Linked DNA regions of Mus musculus: all the other regions are linked to region 1. Evidence: chromatin contacts called from public HiChIP or PLAC-seq data. All regions are on one chromosome and are shown on one strand. The core of a region is the stretch at or near the end of the contact, and the rest is flanking DNA. Distances in the headings are between cores, read along the strand shown.

What was found. HiChIP or PLAC-seq counts read pairs in DNA pulled down with a chosen protein or histone mark.
Region 2: an H3K27ac HiChIP or PLAC-seq map of trophoblast stem cells shows a contact between it and region 1, with 13 read pairs. The contact joins the enhancer-like site here to the promoter of Laptm4a in region 1. A contact is called at or near these places in 15 of 39 promoter capture datasets (the 3T3-L1 cell line, 3T3-L1-derived adipocytes, the C10 cell line and 9 more), 36 of 484 Hi-C or Micro-C datasets (the AtT-20 cell line, CD8 T cells, the G1E-ER4 cell line and 25 more), 23 of 115 datasets of contacts at active chromatin or transcription factors (the NIH/3T3 cell line, the SCID.adh cell line, T-cell acute lymphoblastic leukemia and 15 more) and 4 of 9 other capture datasets (adipose tissue, embryonic stem cells, liver and 1 more).
Region 3: an H3K27ac HiChIP or PLAC-seq map of trophoblast stem cells shows a contact between it and region 1, with 15 read pairs. The contact joins the enhancer-like site here to the promoter of Laptm4a in region 1. A contact is called at or near these places in 5 of 39 promoter capture datasets (the C10 cell line, cranial neural crest, macrophages and 2 more), 2 of 484 Hi-C or Micro-C datasets (the G1E-ER4 cell line and cortical neurons), 10 of 115 datasets of contacts at active chromatin or transcription factors (the SCID.adh cell line, T-cell acute lymphoblastic leukemia, bone marrow-derived macrophages and 7 more) and 4 of 9 other capture datasets (adipose tissue, embryonic stem cells, liver and 1 more).

What each region holds. Positions count from the first base shown.
Region 1 is chr12:8,919,461-8,922,638 of GRCm38.p6, forward strand. Laptm4a (lysosomal-associated protein transmembrane 4A) reads left to right here and starts at 1,847. Exons shown (of 7, transcript NM_008640.2): 1 at 1,847-2,834. The coding sequence starts at 2,499.
Region 2 is chr12:8,752,590-8,755,859 of GRCm38.p6, forward strand. No RefSeq gene overlaps it. Among named protein-coding and RNA genes, the nearest start is that of Gm4755, 17 kb to the right of the region's middle. Within about 2 kb of position 1,277, at least 9 of the 459 cell types and tissues checked have an H3K27ac peak or open chromatin away from gene starts, as enhancers often do. A contact at or near this core is called in trophoblast stem cells, where this site is marked.
Region 3 is chr12:8,725,767-8,729,302 of GRCm38.p6, forward strand. Pum2 (pumilio RNA-binding family member 2) reads left to right here. Exons shown (of 21, transcript NM_001160220.1): 11 at 2,868-3,011; 12 at 3,090-3,383. Among named protein-coding and RNA genes, the nearest start is that of Gm4755, 44 kb to the right of the region's middle. Within about 2 kb of position 1,280, at least 10 of the 459 cell types and tissues checked have an H3K27ac peak or open chromatin away from gene starts, as enhancers often do. A contact at or near this core is called in trophoblast stem cells, where this site is marked.

The DNA of each region.
Region 1 (3,178 bases), core at 597-3,096:
GGGTTGTGGGCATGATGAATAAGGGGGCTTGAGAAGGTAGGCTTATACAACCTATGCATGGCTGTGACAAAATATGATTGTCAGAATAAAGGGGATGAGGTGATCAATAGATTCCCAGGAGTATCAAGTAAGAAAAAGGTCAGGTATGGCAAAGCTCAACCATGAGAGGCTTTTAGGGTTATAAGGCTAGGTTTAACAGCAACAGCATGGGGAGAGGGCAGATCGAAGGGAAAAGTGAGAAAGGCAGGCACCAAGCATAAATATTTTTTTGAACAAGAAATAAGATTGTAAGTGTTGGAGAAGTAGCTCGGTACAGTTTACCTAGCATGCACAAACCCTGGATTTGTGACAGACGTAGGTAGGGGATCAGGAGACAGAAGCAAGGGGGTCAGAAACTGAAGAGCATCCTAAGCTACATAGTGAGCTGGAGGCTAGGTTGCGATCATGTCATAAAACAAAAATAGAAAGGAAAAGAGAAAGAACGGGGAAGGGAAATTGAGACTATGAATTAAAGAGGGGCTGGGAAGATAACTCAGTGGTTAAGAACACTTGAGGACCTGGGTTTGGTTCCGAGTACCAACATGGAGGCTTACAACCAGTCGTAACAACAGTTCCTGAGAATCCAACACCCTTTTCTGGCCTCCAGTGGGCACTTTACCCACTGAGCCATCTCCTTATGCCCAGTCCATGTTCTTAACAGACATATATAGTATATTTTCATTAATAAACTTCTAGCATTGTCTACTGGCTTCAATTATGGTAGGCAAAACACTCATATACATAAAACACAGTCTTCTAAAAAACCAAGTGTTTTCTGCTCTTTCAGATGCCTAGAGTTCAGTTCCCAGGACCCACATCAGGCAGCCTGCAATTTCAGCTCCAGGGGGATCTTATGTCTGCTTCTGGCTTCCTCTAGCGACTGCTACACATGTAGCGTTTTTTCACTCACACACATATTCTAGGAACCTTAAAGACCCACAAATCCTGCATCCCCCTCATTTGCTTCCTCATACACTAGGCTAGCTGGCCAGAGAGCTTGCAGGGATGTCTCCTCACTCAAGACATCTGTCTGGCTGTAACAGCTGGGTTTTACAGAAAGGTAAAGCCACAGCGTCTGGTTTTCCATGAATCCTCACGATTGCTTTGCAAGCACTTTACCCACTTACCACCTCTTCATATATACTATATTTTCATTAATAAAATTCTAGCATTGTCTACTGGCTTAAATTATGGTAAAGGCATGGATTTTGTCCTGACATCTCTTCCCTTCCTCTTTCCAAAATACTTTTGAGGTTCTTTGAAATTATTCAGTGTTTATTTGATTATGCCTATTATCCACAGCTGCACACTATGGTACAGTTTCATTCCTTCTCAAGGTAGCTACAAGCCTTGTTTGTTTGTTTGTTTGTTTTTGAGACAGGGTTTCTCTGCATAGCCCAGGCTGGCCTTGAACTCAGAAATCCACCTGCCTCTGCCTCCCAAGTGCTGGGATTAAAGGCGTGCGCCACCACAGCCCGGCTGATAGCCACAAATCTTAAAACAAATACAAAATAAATTCAGTCAAAAACTTGACTCAGTTAATGAGGATCATAAGATGTTAGAAGGAACTATAGAGTGAATATAAAGCACCCATTGTTGAAGTAAAAATGATAACTGAATCACCCAACTTATGTCAAATGGCTTTCTCTGAGAAGAGGTATGAGTCAGTGAGTCTCGTGTAACATGCTGTAGAAATGTCCAGCATCCCACAGAAAGTTGAGGCTCACTCTGGCATCAGAGCATGCAGAAAAGTGTGGCTTGTTTCTCACTTAAGACACACTCTCTCATTCTCTATTTTTTTTTTTTTTTTTTGCTTGTTTTTCTGGCCTATTTCAATGTCCTTCACAATCTTTCTCTTCAAGAAGAAAAAAAAAATCACTATTATCTGTATAAACTCAACAGCTAAGCGGTTTCTCCACTTTATCATGCTGTCATTTTCCTTAATCCCTTGGCCTTTGGCAGAGTCCAGTGGTATTTATTGGCTCCCTCTAAGTAGGCTTCAGAGAGATGGGGGAAGGACAGAAATCCAATCCTTTAGCCTACTTGCGAGCCCTCCTTTCTGGTCTGAGCCTAGAGGGCCACGCCAGAATGGTAGCCACGCCCCTTCCCGCAGGCACGCCCCGACAGGCCCAACAATAGAGCACGAATACGTCACGTGGGCCTCGCAGTGACAAAGACAACGTGGCGAAAGACAGCGCCAAAAATCTCCGTGCCCGCTGTCTGCCACCAACTCCGTCTTGTTTCACCCTTCTCCTCCTTGCGGAGCTCGTCTGGGAGACGGTGAATTACCGAGTTACCCTCAATTCCTACAGCCCCCGACAGCGAGCCCAGCCACGCGCACCGCGGTCAAACAGCGCCGGAGAGAGTTGAACTTTTGATTGGGCGTGATCTGTTTCAATCTCCACATCTTCTCCAATCAGAAGCCAGGTAGCCCGGCCTTCCGCTCTTCGTTGGTCTGTATGTGGCAGAAGGCGGAGGGAGAGATTCCGAGCCGACGTCCCGCGAGAGCGGCGCCGGGCGCCCAGAGCGCAGGCGCACAGGAGTTGGCAAGGGCCCGGGCCGAGGGCGGGCCAGAAGACGCGTCCTTTGGCTGTGGACACCGTCGTAGAGTCGTCTGGGTTGAACCGCTGGGCCGAAAGCTTTTGTCAGGGGCCTGGGCGAGAACGAGGCCCGCGAGGTTCCGGATGGTGTCCATGACTTTCAAACGGAGCCGCAGCGACCGGTTCTACAGCACCCGGTGCTGCGGCTGTTGCCATGTCCGCACCGGGACGATCATCCTGGGGACCTGGTACATGGTAAGGGCTGGCTGGCAGGGCCGCTCCACCAGGCCAGTGCGCCTGCGCGACAAGTGGGCCTGGTGGGCAGGGGGCGGGGACGTGAAAGTTGTTGGGGCGCTACTTTTCGGGGTGCTTTTAACTGTGAACTGAGGCTTTACGAGATGGGGCTCCCCAGGATTTGGGAGGGGATGGGAATAGGATCGTCATTTCGGGTTCGGGAAGTGCGCAACCCTCATCCCGCCCCACCCCCCCATCGAAACAATTATTGTCCCGCAGTTATGCAGCCAGTTCGGACGTTTTGTCCGAATCGAAAGCGAAATCCAGTTCGGGTGCCTCCTGCAGTTTTTGTTGAGGCGTTCGGT
Region 2 (3,270 bases), core at 27-2,526, 170 kb before region 1:
CTGATTACATCACTTCACACACACACACACACACACACGCACACACGCACGCACGCACGCACGCACGCACACACACACACACGTGTGGCTTGCTTTCTGCATAAACTTGGGACTGTTCTAGGAAAATGTATATTGGGTTCAAACCTGAGTTTAAGACTTACCTTACTATTTCCAGACTTTGGCTGTCAACAGCCTGGGTGCCCTAGTGAACTAAAGATTTACTTAGGTGTTTTATGTATATGAGTGTTCCGTCTGCACGTAGATCTGCATGGCAGAAGAGGGCATCAGATCACATTACAGATTGTTGTGAGCCCCCATGTGGTTGCTGGGAGTTGAATTCAGGGCCTTACTTGCTGAACCATCGCTGCAGCCCCGGAGTTTGATTCTTTTATGATTATTAGTCGGGTTTTGTGTGTGTGTGTTGTTTTTTGTTGTTGTTGTTGTTGTCTGTTTGTTTGTGGAAGGTTTTGATTTTTCAAGACAGAGTTTTCACTGTATAGCTCTTGGCTGTCATGGAACTCTCTGTAAACCAAGTTGGCTTCATAGAGCCCCTCTAGTGCTAGAATTAAAGGCATGTGCCACTCTTAAGTTTTTGTTCCTTCCGTAGGTGGGAAAAGGAAACACCATAATCCAATATTGCTTATCTTTCTCTGACTTCAGTTGTTTAGTTTTATCTTGGTTTGATCATTGCTATGAAAGCAGTTTTTTGGGAAAGGTGAAACTCTTGGAATTATCATGCCCAAGAAAGGGCCTGAGTCATCTCTGTCCTCAGGATGTTGTTTGTTTGTTTGTTTGAGCAGAGAGGGTAAGGAACTCAGAGGAACACTGTTCATTGTCTGCTCTTCCTCCACAACTCGCCCAGGCCTGGGGTAAGGCTTCTGGAATGAGTCTGGTGCTCTAGACCTAGAAGTCAGGAGGATGAGAGGCTGCAGTGTTCAAGGTGTGGTACAGAAGGAAGTAGAGGTCTGTCCTTTGGTCTTTAAGTTAAAGGCCCAACTACTTTCTAAGTCCTAAATGTCTTGTAGATTCTATACATAGGTTTTAAGTTTAAATGGTCAGCATGAGTTAGGGATAACAGTTCAGTGATGTGCAACTCTTGGACCAACATCGATCTGGCCTTTGGTCATCTCCAGCAACACAGGAGCACATCTAAGAGGCAGGCTTCCTAGTTATAGTAGGAACCTGGCAGTTTTGCTGTTAAAGAGCCAGCTGATGAAGAGTGCTTGGTGCTCTGACCGGTCAGTTCAGTTTTCATTATCTACCCTAGGTGGCTTATGACCTCCTGAAACTCCAGTTCCAATGCCCCCTGACTTCCCTGAGCACCCACACCCACATGGTACACATACATATATTTGTTGTGCTAGCTCAGCCAATTGGTAAGTCTGAGCATGTACCATCAAAATTGGGTTTGCCCAAAGGAAGCCACAGTAATTCAGAAGAACTGGTAATTTAGCTTTATAGCAAGGAAAGTGGAAATAAGGAAAATTTGCCCACTGGCATAAACCACTCCTTCCTAGTATCTCTGGACTTGATGGGAACAGAAGTCCAATAGGTGTCTGTCTGTCTGTCTGCCTGTGTCTGTGTGGAGGTATCCTGCCAATCAGCCTTTCTCAGAAAAGAAATGCCAGTAGTCTTACCTCTGCTGTATGAAGCACATGCTGCAGTAATTCCTGAACATGCTGGCAAGTCAATGTAGTTTTCTAGCGTTCTGGAAGTGTGCCTAGGGCTCTCTAAAGATAGCCACTGCTGTGGCTGTGAGAACAGTGATCAGGGCGACAAGGAAGGGTTTCTTTGGGCCGAATGTACCCAGTGGGTTAAGAGTCTGTCACCTTCACAGCTAGGAAGCATGGCAGGAAGCACCAGGCATGGTGGCAGAAACAGTTGGGAGCTCTCATCTCAGAACCCAAAACGGGGAGCAAGCAGAAAAGTCTTTAAGCTCTCAAACAGCCGTCCCCACTGACATACTTCCTACAGCAAGGACATACCTAAGGTTCCCCAAACAGACATGAACTGAGAACCAAGCAAGCATTCAAATGCTAGAAAACGGGTGGGGGTGGCATTTGTCATTGAAACCACATTCTATTCCCTGACTCCTATAGTCCCATGACTATATAAAACAAAAATGCATTTTGTTTGTCTAAGTCTGCATCATGATCAGTGGTGTACCTGTTTGAATATTGGGTCTCACCAGTTTATGGCCACCCGGAACCTGTAAATGCAACCTAACTTGGTAACAGGTCTTTGTAGTGAAGTCACTCTGTGCCCTAAATCCAGTATGGCTAAAGTTCTAAGCAGGAATTTGGCCAGGTGGTACCTACTCTTTGGTCTGTTCTAGCTGAGAGATTCTGATCTTTCCAGCAGACACCAACCTCCAGAACCTAGAGCTGCTCTTAGCATCCTGGCTTGTGATTTTGCCATACATTTCCCTCCAAATCATAACGTCCCCTCCCAGCTCACACCTCAATCAGGTGTTTTCCCAGGGAAGCAGCTGCTTCAGAATGAAAGGCACTTTGGGAGGGCAGTGACATCCCTCCCGTTCCATTCCTTGTATTTCCTCCTCTCCTGGCTGCCTCACACTCAGGGTGTCAGTCTGACAGCATGAAGTTCAGTACCGGAGCAGCACACATGCCTCCGTGTACATGAATTTAAAGAGCCTTACCATAGGACCCCCCAGTCCTACTCCTTGGGATCTACCCCTCCACACACCGAATACATAACACATGACCCCATCAAAAGGTGGCATGAAGTGGTTGTAGCAGCTCTAAGAGACTGCATCGGAACTGTCACCCAAAGGCTCACATGGAGCTGCATCCTCCCAATAGTGAAAGTATTGGCAGGCGAGGGAGCCGCGGGGGAGGGGGCGGTTTACCCTACTGGAAGTGTGCTGTCCTTCCAAGGGGATTGTGGGATCCTAGGTTCTTCCCTTCTTCTGTCTCCTGACTACAGCAAGGAGGCAGTTTTGTCACTCAGTGTCACCAAGACATGTTACATCTCTACTGCTTGAAAGCAACAGGGCCAGTCATGGCTGCAAACTATTCTTACAAAGTATTGTTAGTGATTTGTTGACAGGAATGGAGAGCTGACGTGACCATATCCATAATTGCCACAAATTCAAACCAACCTAAAGGTGAAATACTGTTCAGTAATTATCTTTGTTCTCCATTGCTGAGATAAATTATAACCAAAAGCAACTTGGGAAGGAAGGGTTTATTTGGCTTACACATCCTAAACACAGTCACATCAGAGCGAGAACTCAGAGCAGCAGGAACC
Region 3 (3,536 bases), core at 30-2,529, 190 kb before region 1:
AAACAGGCAAAACCTCTTCCTCAATGCAACACATTCCTTTCTTTTCATTCTGAGGTTTTCACATACATAGGCTGATCTAACAGTTCTTTCAGTGTATTTCAGCAGCTATGTTATGTCTTAATTGATCTTTAAAAAATAAAGTGGATAAAGTATTTAATCTATCTCTGAGAGATCCCATATCCCCTTTCTGTCCTGTATTTCCTTTAAAGCATAGTTAGATCTTTTTACAGTTGTTTAACCTGTACATTTGTAAGGTATATTTGTAAGATGTATATGTTTTACCCTATAATATTTTAAAAAACTGTTCTATTTTATTGGATACATATGTCAAAGCATCATCAGCTTCAGTCTGTAAAGGTATAGCCACCATCTCTAATAAATGTGCAATCTTAGAATTATTTCTTTTTAAAACTCAAGGCAGAAGCCCCTTGGAATTCTGAATTTGGCATCAACTATATGATGTATTAATACATGTAAATATTTTACATTTTCAAATTCTACAAAATGAAACAAAGTATTGTATGACATTGTTCTAAGGTGACTTCATTAAACAGAATCTGTATTTTTAACTCAGTATATTTTCCTCAAGCCTTTGTGGATTTTTCTCATCTGGAACTCCCCTTATGCTGTTGTTGTAGACAACATAAGAATGCACTGAGGATTCCTGATTCTGATCTAAAGAATCCTTTAATCTCATTATCCATTCCTTAGTCCTTTCCCTTTCTAAGTCTGCTTTATTCTGATATCTTTTTAAAGGGACATCTAAAATTGTTGTTGTTTCTGAAAAAATAATTATTTGTACATTGATATGTGAAACAAAGTCATATGGGACTCAGATGCATTGTGTCATGTTTTTCATTTTTTTTAACACAAAATATTTTTCTTTTTAATCTCTAACTTTCTCCTTAAGGACTTCCCAAATATCTTACCAAGTCTGTTGTTTGTTTGTTTGTTTGTTTTAGCTTTTCCCGTTGTCTGCAGTGTCTGTAGCTGGCATCTGCCATGTCTCTGACATTTAGCTACTCTCTGCCACATTGCACAGGCTGCTGGCTCTGCCCCTCCTGTTGGTCCTTCTCTCCCCTGGAGGGACCAGCAGGATTTTCCTGAGGGCCCACATATGACTTCTACCCACTCTGAAAAGGTGGCCTGTGCCTCTTCTGGCTCCAGGCCATTGCAGGCTTCACACACTGATTTCTCACGGGCCCAGGTTGCTCAGTCCCTCTGTCACCTGGGAAATGTACTAAGGCTCTGGTTGAGTCTCTCTTAAAAAGAATATCTTCTGCCTGGCTGGGAACTGCTCTAAGAGGTGATTGTTCCCTGCCTTTCCACCAGGGGCATACCTGGATCTTTTGTTCTAAGTTGGGATTTTTAGCTAAGTTTGGAATACAACAATGATGGGTGCCATTTGTAACTTTGGGCTTTTCCACCCATATCTCAGTTCCTGAATAATGACTCAGAGGCTTATTATTTATTAAAAAGTGCCTAAATAGCTAGGCTTGTTCCCAGTAGTTTGTAGCTTATTTAATGTTTAGACTATTCGTTATCTGCCATATGGCTAGTTACCTCTCCTTAGTTCCTAAAAGCTGGTGGCCAATAATCTGAGGCTGAATTAGAAGGTGAAACATCTGGCAGGGAGACACACTCTGAGAAATAGTCAGAGGAGATTTTGACCCAGTGTCGTCCCCTCCCCCCCCCTTGAAGGAAGTCAGTTGTCAAGCTCTTGTCACTGTGAAAGGCGAACCTTCTCAACCTGAGCTCCAGGAGAGAGTTAAAACCCTATTGCCCCAAAATAGCTGTTACTCACAGTTAAATTGTCTTCTGTGCCTTTGGAGCAGTACTTTTAATGTATGGCCCTTGGGAAAATGTCAAATGTCATTTGTGTAGTTTTGATTCAGAGGAGAAATTCTCTTGAGAAAGAACTGCTTAGAAGTAAACTGCATTTTCTGGTGTTTTTTATAAATGTAAAAATGTCATCTACCTCATACACAAACCTACAATAAAACTAAGGCCTCTGTGAGAGTCTTTACAGGTTGACTCTTAGTGATCCTAAGTTGTCTTCTCAGATTATATTTTTAAAATTTTTTAAACTTTTGGGGAGGGGTTTGAAACAGGGTTTCACTGTGTAGCTGTAGCTGACCTGGCTCCCACTATGAAGACCAGGCTGGATCTGTCTCACAGACCCTTTTTTAAAAAAATGCCAACACTCGGGAGGCAGAGGCCAAGAAGCAAGTTCCAGGACAGCCAGCATTACACAGAGAAACCTTGTCTTGAAAAACTAAATAAAAGTAAGATATGTTTTATTTTCTGTGTATGGGTATTTTTGCCTGACTCTATATGCTTGACCCCTTGAAATTGGTCATAAGCTGCCATGTATGTAGTGGAAACTGAACTTGTGTCCTTTGCAGGAAAACCAAGTGCTCCTAGCCTCTGAGCCATTTTTCTAACCCTCATATTTTAAGATTTTAAAGTGATGCTTACAAGTGAAATTCTAAGTGAATTTATTGATAATGTACTTGCTCTAAAATTTAGACAAGCCTTTTTTTTAAATTGTGTTCTAATTTACTTCCTCTAGTCTTTCTAGCCTGTCTCTTCATAACTGACCAAATGGTGATATTTTTCTATTACTTAGTTCTTGGAAGCCTATAGCTTCTGTTTTAAGAAAATAATTCTTTTCATAATCTGTAAGTAAAAGACATGACTGATAAACACATTTTTAAAATACCTCAGATGTGGTTTTTCCATCTGTATTCAGAGGTTTAGTAGTAATAATGTGAAATCATTGACTAAACACGAATATAAGGGAAAGTATTCATGTTTTATGTTGTAAAGTGTTTTCATTAATAAATACTCATTTTAATGTTATCTAGGCTATCAAGTACTAGCTCCAACTGCCTATTATGATCAGACTGGTGCCTTAGTGGTTGGCCCCGGAGCAAGAACTGGCCTTGGAGCTCCAGTACGATTAATGGCTCCAACACCTGTCTTAATAAGTTCAACAGCAGCACAAGCTGGTAAGCATGACTGACATTTTTAGAGATTTTAGGTACTTTTCTGAGTAGTTTCAAGAAGTTTCTGAAATTATTTTACAGCAGCAGCAGCAGCAGCAGCTGGAGGAACTGCAAATAGTCTTACAGGCAGCACAAATGGTCTGTTTCGGCCAATTGGCACTCAGCCACCACAGCAGCAGCAGCAGCAGCAGCAACCAAGCACTAACCTGCAGTCTAATTCATTTTATGGGAGCAGCTCTTTGACTAACAGCTCCCAGAGCAGCTCTTTATTCTCTCATGGACCTGGCCAACCTGGAAGTGCGTCTCTTGGCTTTGGAAGTGGTAGCTCTTTAGGAGCTGCTATAGGCTCAGCTCTCAGTGGATTTGGCTCATCAGGTAAGTTTGTTTAAAAACTTTGCTAAGCATACTTGAGGTATTTGAATTTTTAATATAAAGACAAGCAGTAATAACATAGTGTAGGAGGGATAGGAATAAAGTATGAGGCGTTAGTTTAATTTTACAGAATTCCTGTAAATCTTTCAGTCATTT